2 separate regions of the Hordeum vulgare genome follow, and region 2 is linked to region 1. The links are chromatin contacts, called in public Hi-C maps. All regions are on one chromosome and are shown on one strand. Each heading gives the region's core, a stretch centred on a gene start, on an enhancer-like site or on the middle of the called end of the contact. The rest is flanking DNA. Distances are from core to core; before and after follow the strand shown. Region 1 overlaps LOC123441914 (transcription factor PCF7-like). Region 2 has its middle 32 kb from the start of LOC123440262.

Region 1 (7,376 bases), core at 4,596-7,095:
CGGTCTAATTGTCTCGAACATGATGCCTATATGTATGATCATTGCCTTACATATCATCATGACTTTGCGCGGTTCTATCAATTGCTCGACAGTAATTTGTTCACCCACCGTGATACTTGCTATTTTGAGAGAAGCCTCTAGTGAACACTATGGCCCCCAGGGTCTACACCACACCATATTTTCAGCCTTACACTTTTTACTTCGTTGCACTTTCTGCCTTCAGATCTCACTTTGCAAACAATCTTGAAGGGATTGACAACCCCTTTGAAGCGTTGGGTGCAAGCTTGTTTGTGTTTGTGCAGGTACTCTGGACTTGACGAGACCCTCCTTCTGGATCGATACCTTGGTTCTCAAACTGAGGGAAATACTTACTGCTCCTGTGCTGCATCACCCTTTCCTCTTCAAGGGAAAAACCAACTCAAGCCCAGCCTGTGTCAACGTGTCAATTTCTGGCGCTGTTGTTTGTGGGATAGCAGCGTGGCAGCAGCTCGACGCCTCTCCTGCTGCAATGCAGCTCTGCCGTCGACGTGGCAACAACTCGTCTCCCCTCCTGCTGCTGTAACGCAACTCCATCGCCGGAGTGGCAACATCACCATCGTAGAATCACATGCTGCAATGCAGCTCCACAACCACCAATGGGAGCAACTCGTCACCTCTCTCTTTCACTAGGAGCAGATCCGTGATAGCATCGCCTTGCTGCAATGGAACTCCACTAGGCCAAGGCAACAGCGTCATCCTCACCTAGACTATAACACCATGAGGTTGACGGCCAATGAGTTGCAGTGTTGGTGCCTCATCTCCAGCAGGACACCTTCCTCCTGAAAGCATCCTTGCAGCGAAGAGTGAGAGAAAAGTTAGGGGTAGCAACATGTAGTAGGAGTGCAAGAGGTTGATGATGAGAAGGAATCGGTGGAGATGAAGATGAGAAGATAAGGCTGGCATGGAAATACTAACTTGGTGGAACAAGTGGCTCTCATGGCCAGCAGATAATGCTGCCCAGCAAGCACGCCCACCAGGATGCGTGGCGAGCGGAGCGCATGGTTTACGTCACAAAAATCATTCGGTTGGTTTCAAGCCTTTTAGATAAAATAATGCATTATAACAAGGTTGACACACATGTCATTAAAGTAACAATCATATGGCTCTAGCCATCATGCCAAATCGCTACAAGCATGTCATGTTAATTCGTCATATAGCCATATCATACATTATCTTATTAATATAACAAAGGCTATATCACATCACATGCATATCATGCAAAACCAAATTAATGACTTCTAAACGGTTCATACAAGATTTTATTTTACGTGGATTATAAGGTTTTGAAACAAACTGTAGCTACCATTGTTCAACAAAAAATCTTGAGCCCCATCTGCATGCCCTTTAGTTTGCAGAAAATCATTTTTATTAACTACGGTTGAATCCAAAGAATTAAAGAATGACATTGATCTATCAATGACTATACTCAGGAGCATCATCGAATGATCGTGCATAGCAAGAACTTTGTAGCAAAATTCCACCATGCCGACAAGATACGAAAGGGAAGGAACAAGAAATTAAGTAATATATTTCATCTACTACTCGCACAAATATTATTTAGAAATATATGTCGTCTACTATAAAATTATATTGTGCAATACTCATGGATCTCATGTATTGTAGATTGTAACATGCATCTACACACAACATGATTCAGATACCACTATAGGGAAACGCAATAGAAAACAAAGCAAAAAAAAGGTCCTATGCATTAGTCTAGGACCACTATGAAGATGCACACAAGGTCTCATCTGATCATTACCAAGTCGTAGCGCAACGAGAGAAGAGTTGGTGACGGTCATTCGGGTAGATTCCCGCAGCTAGGATTTACAACCTCCCAACCGCGTGAATTTTCTCCCTCGAACAATCCCTGAAATAGAAGATCAAATGAACGACCCCTCTTCCGGGTTGCACACATATGGTGTCACCTATCCAGCGGCACTTCATTGTCTAGAGCTAGTCTCTACCGGATACTAGTCAGCCTTGCGGCAGAATGAAACTATTTAGCGAGGGGCATGAGAGAGAAAGGCAGATCATTGCATGACAATGGTGAGAGCTCAAAGGCTGAAATTGAGTTGTGTTTGAAGAGCACCTCTTCCCGTATTTATAATGGAAGAAGGGATGAAGGAGTCAAGGAGATGGATGCCAAATAACCACCGACCCCTCACCAACATTACCCCACAAAAGGGGGAGCTTGCCCCCAAGCCTCTCTTTGTCTATGGCACCACATGGAGAGGGATGCCCCAAGGGGGGTCCCAACATTTCTACACGAAATGTTAGGGATGCCCTCGACAAGTTTTTCACCGTTTCTGGGTTGCCCCACAAAAAAGTGCGGGGCCCAAAAAAATTAGCCCCCATAAATTAGGGATCTTGACCCCCGGGTGGGGACAATGTATTTTTTTGCGTGCATTCCCTCCGGATTTTTTGCAAGGTCCTATAGCATTTCTGACACTCTCCAAAAAATGTTGGACATGTTCCAAAACTTTTTGGCTTGATGATTTACACCGAAACAATTTTTGGTTTCTCCGAACCACTTTCAGTTTTCTATCAGAAACATATTTAGTTTCTTTGAAACTTTTATGGTGACTATTTCTTAGGTTCCTACCCTAATACTTAGCATATAAATAACCCTTAAGCGTAGAACCTGTAGGTTTGGTGAAAGATAAACATGACTGGAACTATTTCCAATTAGTGATCAATAGCGGAACCGTGGATATCCATATTGACCTTTATACCAACACAAATGGATATTCGAGTGAACCTTTAGTGTCGGGGAAGTAGTTGAAGTAGAGGGTGAAGACCACCACGAAAAGGGAGCACTTGTGCCGAGGCGCTCCTCAAAAACATTATCGCCCTTCTCCCGATGCATGATCACAAAGGGCAGGGTTCTGAAGGCCCGCTCTACCAAATGATCGGGCATGCGATTGATGGGATGGGATCACCGAAAGTAGCTACATTGAGTGGAACAGTAGAGGACGACTACGGTTCTGCGTGAGGAGGGAATCAGAGTGTTGACCGGAGTTACCAATGCCTTTTTAGACAATCTCGTGAAGCTTTTATTAGGTCGTCACAATGTTTGCAAGGACAAACATAGGATCATCGGATTGGTCTAACCAAACATGATGGCCAACCCTCAAATGTAAAGCATGTTTCCTTAAATTATGAGGCTTGAAATTCAAGCTCCTAAACTTGTGGACAAGATATATAGGCCGTTGAGTAGGGAGTCGCGGGCCTGCTTAGGCCCACGACCTAGTCGGCAAATAATCCATGACACTTCCATTAATGACCCATAATAAATCACAGGTTAACTAACCGTTCCTGAGTGACAGAAATATAGCACATCAGTGGCGGATCCATAATTTGAAGTTACCAGGGGCGGGTTTTTTGAAGCCATGATGCAATAAAAGAAGACAGTCAAAATTATTTGACCGAGTCATATGAATCCAAGCAAGATGACCACCGCAATGAACAATTCAAAGTAGTTTCATTCTTAAGGGAAAAAATATATAACGTGACAAAAAATCATATAAGGTCTGCTTCATCTTCATCTTCTTAGGTTCGCATGACATCAAATTTGGTAATTAACGTTCAAAAATTTGGCTAAAGTAAAAAAGAATTTAAAAATATATAGAAGTATGAGAGAAGAAGGTTGGTGATGCCAAGAACGAGAATGAATAAACTTGTTGTTGCTCTCTCTGTTGGCTGATCGGTTAGAGATATAAACAGGGAGGCTGCCGATCCTGCCTCTCCCATGGATGACCATAGGAACACGTGGGTTCTTCTCCTTCCCCTTCGAGCACTGTCAGTTGGGGAAGGAGCCGGGCAGGCTCGCGGCAAGGCTACCGACCGACAGCCTAGGGCGCCGCATCTTGGACGCGAGGCAGCACCTGAAGGCGGCGTGATCTAGGAATACATATTGCCTAATATGGTTTCCTATCGACAGAATTGGTAATACAAGAACTTTACAGAAACTTAGGGGCTCACGAAGTCACCTGCAAGTGGGCCTTAGTCAATGGCCCATCTTTTCAACTTACAAGCTAATCGTTATCTTCTCGTCTTCCTGCTCGTAAATACATCTCCAATCCAACATACATGCCGATCTATACGAGAGCTACTCTCCCTCCCATTGACGTTGCAAAAAGCAAGAGGGGTACCATATGTTTAGAAAATTTACCCGGGGCGACCGACCCTACATGACCCTACACTGGATCCGCCCCTGTAGCACATCCATGACATAGGTCTAAACTCGGCTCGATCACGAAACACGATGCGCGTGTGGGGCACAAGGCGGAGGAGAAACACACATGCATCACTCCTCTTCTCAAGTTTCAATAGCATGTAGAAGAGAATCATTTGTAAACATGTCTCAACTCTAGTGGTATGGTAGTAAACTTTCCTCCATGTCATAATGGTCTTAGAGATTAACCAAAAAATATTGTGTATGTGAGCGTAGTGTCCATCTATAATTCAAAACAATTATCAATTTCATTGTGAATGATGTTGGGAGCTATGCTCCTCAACTTGATTTATTTTATGTAGGTGACATTTTTTAGTTTAAAATTGTTTTACTTTAGCATGGCCACAACTGCATCAACAATCTAACTGCAATGTATTCCCTCTGTCCTAAAATTCTTGTCTTAAATTTATCTAAATATGAATTTATGTAGTCATATTTTAGTATTTACATACATTTATCTCTAGATAAATCTAAGACAAGAATTTTAGAACGAAGGGAGTAATTAACTATTGATTGAAACCAGTAATGGAGCCGTGTGGAGTCCATAGTCCCATCTATACCTTCCGTTTCTAAGTATAAATCGCTTTGAAGATTTCACTACGGACTACGGACTACGTATTAATGTATATAGATATATTTTAAAATATTTATTTATTTATTTTGCTTCGTAATTTATATTGAAATCTCTAACATTTAGAAACGAAGGGAGTAATAAGTATGAAGTACTAGTACTATTTGTCATTTATACTAGTACTATTCAGCATGCAAACAAAAATCGACGGGGCTGTGTGGTTCGTGGACCTAGCTTTGTTAGCTACTCGCATTGATGTCCGGCAACGTGCCAGTCCTTAGCGGAAGGCTTTGCCCTGGCGCCCATCGCTGACAGACAAGATGAAGAAGGGGGAAGACCTGTATTCAGAAACTTCATGGGACATATTTCTTTCGGGCAAGGAGAGATTAGCCTAGTTTAGCAAACCTAAGCCGAGTAGAGGAGGCAGGACGTGACACAGCACGAGAGGACGGACCAGTGAAGCCAATTGTCTAGCCGGCCCAAATAATTGGCGCGTCTGCATTGAATACATGCGAGCAAGAGTTGATGGATCTAGCGTGTAGAGTAGCTAGCTGCATCCCGGCGCGCGTGTTGCAACCTACTCGTCGCGCGCGCAGTGCGTAGTTAATGGTGGAGGAACTGTACCTCTGTGATGGCGCGGTCGGCCGCCTCACCACATCACACCACGCCTCTACACACCTAGGCTTGGTACAAGCCTCTTATCTACACACCTAGAGCACGGCACACACATGCCGGTTATTAATCGATTGGACAGGTCAAAATTTGTGCTCGTGTTTTTCACCAGGAAAACGTTCGTTTCTCTGGCCGGGATCAGATGTAAGTAGTTACCGTACTATTACCCGCGTACAGTACATGCATGCTACAGTACGCATATATACGGCCGTGGTGCTTAACGAAGAAACAAGAAGATCTGGGTGCATGCATGAGCATGACACAGTCACAGTCGTGCGCAACTTTGCAATAGAATAGACATGACACAACAGTACACAATCAGCCGGCAGCGTATATGATGCTGTATGTGCGTGGGCCATACCCACTGGACTGGAGCATGCAGTCTTTAGTCGCCAAAGCAAAGAGCGAGGGCGCGATTTAATGTCCCGTGCAATTGAATTGAATTAAAATCGGCAAAACTGAAGCAGGGAGAGGGACGTGATCCCCGCCAGAGTTTCTGTCCTCCGCCCTGACTTGGCCTGCATGCCCTGCGCCTCTGCCCTCTCGCTCTCGCCCTGCATCATCCTACCAATCTATACTTCCATAGACTCTCTCTCTCTCTCCCTCTCAACACTTTACCCGCTGTCATAATAAAACTGGGAGCATGCATGGAGGAGAGATGCTCTCCTAAACTCAAGCAGCACCACATGTCCTTCTCTCTCAGGGTTTACATATAGAGAGGAGTATGTGGGTAAGAAATACTACTACTAGTAGTAGAAGCATAATAATGATCCCCCTTTTGGATGGAGCGTCACTCACTCCCTCTCTAGATCTTCTTTCGCCCCTCTCTCTCTCCCATCGGATCGATCCGAGTGTGAGCTTAGCTAGCACACAAAGAGCTAGATTGCCAAGATAAGATCTACGCTGCACTCACTGCCCTCTTTTGCTTGTCACTTTCGCAAAAGGGAGGCAGCAGGCCGGCCGACTAGCTAGCGAGCGAGCAGCTACTAAGCTTGCTTGTGTGGTTCCGCCGTGGCCATTAAAATCTTTGGGTTTTCCCTCCCTCGGCCGGTGTCAAGCTGAGAGCTAGGCGCAGCACAAGAGATATGCCAATCCCATGCAGGAATAGTACTAGCTAGTATTTCGTCCTGCGATTAACTATCAGGCCTGGCCGGCTGCCCCTTTCTTCCAGTTCCCGGCCGGTTGGTTTGTTGTTGGTGGGGTGTGGGCGGGGGAGTGTAAGATTGAGGTAGCTCAAGCTGGAGGAGGACAAGAACCGGTTGTCCAAGGGCTTAGACCCTTGGAGCAACCCTACCGCCGCCGCCACCACCAGCACCCTGCACTACCTGCTCCAGGAGAAGGAGAGAGCGCAGGCGCAGGCGCAGCTCCAGATCTACCACCAGCAAGGCTTCGGAGGCTACCTCCACCAGCACCGGAGGCAGCAGCAGGCAGCTGGGGAAGGCGCCGATGGCGGCAGCAGCGGCGAGTCCACGCCGGTGGCGGACGCCCTGGCGACGGCATTCGGCAGCGGGCGCATCGTGCGGTCCGCGGCCGGCCGCAAGGACAGGCACAGCAAGGTGTGCACCGCGCGTGGGCTGCGCGACCGCCGCGTCCGCCTCGCCGCGCACACCGCCATCCGCTTCTACGACGTGCAGGACCGCCTCGGCTACGACCGCCCCAGCAAGGCCGTCGACTGGCTCATCCGCAACGCCAAGGCCGCCATCGAGGAGCTCCCCGACCGGCCCGAGGAGGCGCCGCCCACCGCGGAGCCGGAGCCAGTGGCCGCCGAGCAGATGTCTGAGCACGTGACCTCAACGTCGTCCTACGGGTTCGGCAACCCCGGAGGTACTGCCATGACCAACTCCTTCCTTCAACATC
Region 2 (6,748 bases), core at 2,037-4,536, 240 kb after region 1:
CAAATAGGTATAGAGATACCGATGATCGAATCTCGGGCAAGTAACATACCGATGTACAAAGGGAATGTTATGCGGGATTAACTGAATCCTTGACATAGAGGTTCAACCGATTAAGATCTTCGTAGGATATGTAGGATCCAATATGTACATCTAGGTCTCGCTATTGGTTCTTGACCGGAGAGTGTCTCGGTCATGTCTGCATAGTTCTCGAACCCGCAGGGTTTGCGCACTTAAGGTTCGGTGACATTTACGTATAGTTGAGTTATGTATGTTGGTAACCGAATGTTGTTAGGAGTCTCGGATGAGATCCTGGATGTCACGAGGAGTTCCGAAATGGTCCGGAGATGAAGATTGATATATAGGAAGGGTGCATTTGGCTTCCGGAAGGATTTTGGGCATTACCGGTAAAGTACCGGGAGTGACGAATGGGTTCCGGGGTACCACTCGGAGGGGCCACCCACACGAAGGGGGGCCAAATAGGCCCAAGGGTGGTGCACCAGCCCCTGGTGGGCTGGGCCGCCAGCCCAAGTGGGCCTATTTGGCTGAAGTGTCAAAAGAGAGAGAGGTGGGGCAAACCTACTAGGAGGAGGACTCCTCCTTCACCAAACCGAATTGAAGGGCTCCTCCCTCCTCCTTGGTGCGTCGGCCGAACCCTAGGGGGTTTCCCTAGGGCGCCACCCCTCCCTCCCTCCTATATATAGTGGAGGGTAGAGAGGCTAGCCGCACCTCAAGCCACGTCGTAGCCCCTCTCCCTCCACTACTTCGTGACACCCCGTAGGTTATTCCGGTAGTGCACGACGAAGCCCTACTGGAGTAGCTCCACCGTCAACATCATGGATAGATCTTATGTGTGCGTAGGAAATTTTTTGTTTCCCATGCAACGTTCCCCAACAGTCGCAACCCACCACAATTGCCTCACTTTTATCGAAACTTATTTTGAGACCTGGCATCCAAGGTTGTCAGAATCGCGATTCTAAATCGGATCTGAGCTCCGTTGGTAGGATCGTGAATCGTAGGATCATAACTACTAGGATCGTAGAAACTTAGATTCTATGAGAAAAATCGTAGAATCAGAGGGGCTGGTTTGGATCGTAAAGTCGTAAGATTCTAATACTTGAGTCATTCTGACAACTTTGCTAGCATCGCCTCGAAGCACATTAGGAGGAACTTGAGCTAGTTTGATAATATGCACCTCGGAATATTGGATGAAGATTAACGTGCCATCCACATGTTGTAGTTGTGCTAACCCATAGGGAATGATCCTTGAAGCCACTCCAGCCCCCTTGGCCCGATCAATCATCGAGGTAAGGGCGTTTGACAGAATGTTAAATAGGAGGGGAGATATCGGATCACCCTGTTAGACACCTCTAGCATTTGAAAAAAACGGACCAACCACTCCGTTAATATTGATTCTTGTATGCCCCGACAGACTAGTTGCATCATCCAGCTTACCCATCTGCGATCAAAATCCTTTTTCTGAAGCATCTCTTTCAGGAAATCCCCTCTCACCCGGTCATACGCTTTCCCGAAATCAATCTTAGGATAAGCACTTTCTCCTTGGAATTCTTAAACTCGTGAATCACCTCATGTAGCACCATAATGTCATCGAGGATACTACGCCCTTCAATAAAGTTCATCTAACTAGGGTGTATGATTTTGTGGGCCACCGACGTCAAACGAGTTGTGGCCCCTTTCGCATACAATCAAATGCTCACATTAATCAATGTGATAGGTCTAAATTGGCGGGTATTTTCCGCCCCACAATCTTTGAGAGTACGTCAACACCCCATAGTTCAATATTTTTATGTCAATGAGACCTAAACAAAAACCATCAATTATGTGAAGCATCTGCGAGGCCACCAAATGCCAAAACGCCTATAAAAGATCACCAAAAAACTCGATGGGCCTGAAGCCGTATTACACCCCATTTCACCTAAGAGCCACTTGATGTATACATAATGTTTGTGCAAATACAAAAACAGAAAAATCTTAATGAGAGCTCCACAATAACTAGTTGTACATGAACTAACTCGGACACCCCCATACAAACAAACAAGTGAAATTGCCTATAGAAAAAATCGTATGACATCTTTGGTCGAGCTGTCCAAATCTAATATGCTATTCAACGTCGTCTTATATCGGTCCGTGGACCAGTCCAAACATCAATAATCCCATAAACCGAAACCAAACTTCAAGGGCTTTGCAGGAGTCCGAACATTCATCCCACCAATCAAAAGTCATCATGTACACTATCTACTCTCTGTCTGCCCATGTCGCTAGCATTTAGCGGAATTGTGCAATTGCAATGGTTAACTTTGCTTAGTTTATTTGCACTTGGCGGAAGGTGCTAAGGAATACTCCCTCCATCCCAAAAATTTTGTTTTAGATTTGTTTAGATATTCATAGTCATGTCTTAGTATTTTGATACATCCATTTCTAAAAAACCTATGACAAAAATTTTAGGACGAAGGGAGTATATTTTATTAAACAAATTTTGCAGTCATTTGACAAGTTGACGGAAAGCGCAGTTTCGTATTAGCTTCATTTGGTGATGCGCGTAGTAGCCTTCACATAACTAAATGCTTGTTGCTTTTAGCAGGTTCTTTTACTCAAATATTTGTTTTCTAATAGGTTCATTTTGTCAAATGTTTAGTTACTTCATCCGTTGATTTCACTGGAGATTACATACATATGTGTATAAATATATTTTAAAGTATATATTCACTCATTTTGTTTCGTATGTAGTCTGTAGTAAAATCTTTAAAAAGATTTATATTTAAAAACGGAGTAATGCTACATCCACAAAGGCTTACTTAAAGATTTTACGTACAAACTGATGTATAGGATTGTGATTGGTAATTGGGAGATGAGGGCCCTACCCCCACTGAAAAAATCAAGGGGGAGAGAAGAATTAGTTTGAAAGGTTAAGTAAACCTTTGTAAATCTTTGTAGGTCTAGCATTATTGTTAAAAATGAAGCATGTATGTGGAAATAGTGGGATAACCGGCTGTATCAGTGTTTGCGGACTGATCCTTCCGACCCACAAAGCGGTGTCCAGTTTGCGGATCGCGTTACAGCATCTCCAGCGCAGTGCTCTAGCTTCGATGGCAATGGCATCTCTCGGCCGCGCGGGCGCGCATCTTCGTCGGTCTCTTTGCCTGTCCACAGAGGCGCCAGTGCCCGACGACGCTGACGCGTTGCTTTTTCACGAATACAAGATACGGTGGCGCTTTCAACCGAACCATGAACCACCGCACCTGCTCGCCCGAGTTTCGTTTGCCCGCCCGGCCGACCCCAGACTAGATAGCTAGCGCAGGCCCAGCTCGGGGGAATCTGCATTGCATTCGATCGACGTCACATCATCGATCGAGCACGGCGCTTTCGAGGATTCGACGAACGGGGGCATATTCTGCTCCTTCCTACAAAGCCGGCCCGGTGTCAACGTCGCCACGTCAACAATGCATGGTGGATCTGATGCTCTCATGGCAAAGCCGCCAAAAGATGGCCTGTCCGCGATCGTGCTAGCTGCCTGCAGTGACAGATTGTCTCTCGAAAAGACGAATCATGTTGTTTTGATGTGGTGAAACTCGAGGTGGGCGCGAGCATATATCGAGATCGATCTGCCCATGTTCGGATGGAGCGATCATTAGACATAGATTTAGTTGGACTAAAGCATAGGAATGTCACCAACGCTGACCCCTAAACCTGCCGCATACATTCATACCGCATTGAAAGCCATGCGGCCATGTGTCAGTTTTTGTGTGGTCTAAATATATTTTCTTTCGTAAACCGAAGACAAATGCAAAGAGGTCTGTATGAGTTCAGACCGCTCTCAAGCCCGCTTCTAGCGCCCTGACCCACCCAAAATTTCTTCTCCATCCGCAAGCTTTCTGTCAGCGTCCGCATTCATGCCCGGTTAGAACGGACACAACTGCACACTCACGCCGGTATTGAAGTGACGCGCCGGTCAAGAGAGCGCTGTTCATGTCCCTCTCGAGTGCACGCGACTGATGCGCGTTCGAACGACACGACGGCCGGCCACCCATACGTCAATCCACATTGGTGGCATGCGGTTGCCAAAGCGTCTCCGCTAGCACCACCCGTTTGTCCCTCTGTTGCCCACCATTGTTATATAAAGCATTGCCCCAGTCATAGATGCAGTCATCCGCCTCCGATACCTCTCCGCACCACTCCCATCATGGATTCCTCTCCCACCAAAACTCTTTGGGACAGGCTGGCATCGGACCAGAAGAAGGAGATGGCCAGCAGACAGCCAAAGGATGACGACGTCCAAATTAAGGACGCTTTCAATGACGAACTAGCGCCACTCTCCTCCTCCTCTGCGTCACCCTCACCGGTGCATTGCACCAGGGCCATGGGCAAGGCTCGTGCCCATTACATGGACATGGTATGAGAGGAGCATGAGGAGCACTTCCGGGAGGCACGGGTCCACACCGCCTACAACCACCACCTCCTTGAGGGGCACGTGCAGGCGGAAGAGCAGCTCGCCGTCGGCAGGGCAGTCGCGCCGGACGCGGACCTGCAGGAGCAGGAGGGACTGCTCGAGTCATACCACTCTGCCTGCCTCGCCCGTTGGCGGTATCGTCAGCGGGTGGCGGAGGTGGCGGACGTCTACAAGGAGTGTGACGACGCGGGCGAGGCAACGTTTGGCGAGACCAACGACGAGGAGTAGGACATCGCCGAGGCCGAGCCCTACCGCGATGACCATGAAGCTGGCACCTCCACGCGTGAGTAGTGCACGGTAGGTCGCCGCCGCTCGGGTCCCAAGAAGGCAGTCGCTCCTCCCCTCAGTTGAAAGAAAGCTTGGCGGACTCAACATTGTCGGTCGATTAGCCGCTTGGCGCAGACAGCTTCATTTCCCGAGGCTCCGAAGAAGGAGGTCACGGAGGTGGAGCTGGAGTAGACAAAGCTTCAGTTTTCAGGGCTCATGGCGGGACACGGGAAATGGGTGCTGGCTATCACAGATTAGGTGTATTAGTTATACCTCTAGAGTCGGATGAACACCTTTTAGTTGATGTAAATGTAATGAAATCCGTTATTTTTATATGATATTTGTAATGTTTGTATGAAATACGATTGTATTTACATGAATTCAGTCTTGTTTGCACGAATTCTGTTCGATCGATTCGAAATGTATGCGGCTATGATTGGGTGGCGGGCTCCCTTGTCCGTGCCCACGGACGGACACCTAAGGAAACTAAGATACCCTAAGAGCAAATTTAAGTATGGCTTTGCATCTTTCGATGCCCTAAGAGCAAAATTAAGTATGGTTCTGCATCCCACTCTTTTTCTAAAAACAAAGGTATGTGTGTGTTGTCTTAGCGGACTTTTTTATATTCTTGCTACTAGTCGTATGAACTTTTTTTTAGATAAATGGCCATCATGGCCAGTTAATGGTCTATTTAGGATACATTTAGATATGTTTTAATTATTACATATCAAAATGACTTAATCAAGCATAAAAGAAAGAAATACTCACATTAACCTCCGCGTAAAATGAATGATATAGAATTTAGATGTGCAATAATTATGAAATATCTAGATGTGTTTTAATAAAACTGTAACTAAAAACATTACATCGTTCGCCAAAACGGGAACCATTCGGTCTAACCAGTCTCGGCTCTAGCACCTTGATACAAGCCAGAATAGCCTCACTGGATCAATATTCCCGGAAATAACAGCGTTGGTGAACCAGTTGACACTTGATCTCTCATCAAACAGTTTGGTGGGGCCAATACCTAGGGAGATTCGTCAACTGGAAAATCAGGAATTGCTAATTTAGAGACAGAATGGTCTTAATGGAAGCATTCCAGAAGAGATTGGTAACCTGAAGCTGCTAAAAGTTCTTCAACTCCCCAAATGCAAGTTCACAGGCACCATCCCTTGGTCAATTGGTGGTCTCAAAAGTTTCAAGGAACTTGATATATCAGAGAACAACTTCAATGCTGAACTGCCAACATCTGTCGGTGAGCTGGGCAATCTAATTCGGCTGTTTGCAAAGGTGCTGGGCTCAGTGGGAGCGTACCAAAAGAGCTTAGTAACTCATACGATCTGAGCGGGCACTCTTTGTTTTCTTGCTAGTTGTATGAACCTTTAGTTTTTTGAGGGTGTATGAACCCTTAGAGCATCTTTAGCAGGCCCTGTAAAAACGCAAATTGTAAAATTAAGATATGAATCGAAAAAAAGGCATTTTAAAGATTTATTTTAGCTACGTTCGAACAGAAATTGTAAAAAACTGTACAACTGTGATATACAGCTCCTTCCTCCGGTCCGCCGCCCGCCGCCCATTCCTTCAGCCGGCCGTGTCGGCCATGTCGGACGCGTCCAACCCCGCCGGTCGCGCCCCGTTGCCCATCGGCCACGTCCCATCACCCGTCGTCCATGCCCCGTCGCCCGTCGGACGCGCCCCGTCCCCGCCGACCGCACCCCAGCACCACGTCGGCGGCGCCCAGCCTCACCGACCACGCCTTGTCGCCTGCCGGCCTTGCACCGTCGCCTCCGTCGTCAACGCGTTGCTATGTTGCCAGCCACGCCGGCCGAGCCTTGCCCCTTTGCCTGCCGCGCTAGGAGAATTTCGACAGCCAGGCCGAGGTCATGGGAGGCCATTGCGAGGTCGAGCTCGTCCAATTCAAACCGCTGACGATCGACTGCGGCGCCCAATGGCCTTTTCCAGCGTGTGGTGATGAATTCCGGCGAGTTTAGGGCGGATTCTGGCAAACTCCGCGGT

Evidence for each region. A called contact is a pair of places that touch in the nucleus more often than the background predicts.
Region 2: a Hi-C map of seedling shows a contact between it and region 1, with 8 times the contacts expected there. The contact joins two enhancer-like sites. A contact is called at or near these places in 2 of 6 Hi-C or Micro-C datasets (leaf and seedling).

The regions. Positions count from the first base shown.
Region 1 is chr3H:490,930,691-490,938,066 of MorexV3_pseudomolecules_assembly, forward strand. LOC123441914 (transcription factor PCF7-like) reads left to right here. Exons shown (of 2, transcript XM_045118086.1): 2 at 6,752-7,376. Among protein-coding and RNA genes, the nearest start is that of LOC123441914, 5.0 kb to the left of the region's middle. Within about 2 kb of position 5,846, at least 3 of the 3 cell types and tissues checked have open chromatin away from gene starts, as enhancers often do. A contact at or near this core is called in leaf and seedling, where this site is marked.
Region 2 is chr3H:491,169,980-491,176,727 of MorexV3_pseudomolecules_assembly, forward strand. No RefSeq gene overlaps it. Among protein-coding and RNA genes, the nearest start is that of LOC123440262, 32 kb to the right of the region's middle. Within about 2 kb of position 3,287, at least 3 of the 3 cell types and tissues checked have open chromatin away from gene starts, as enhancers often do. A contact at or near this core is called in leaf and seedling, where this site is marked.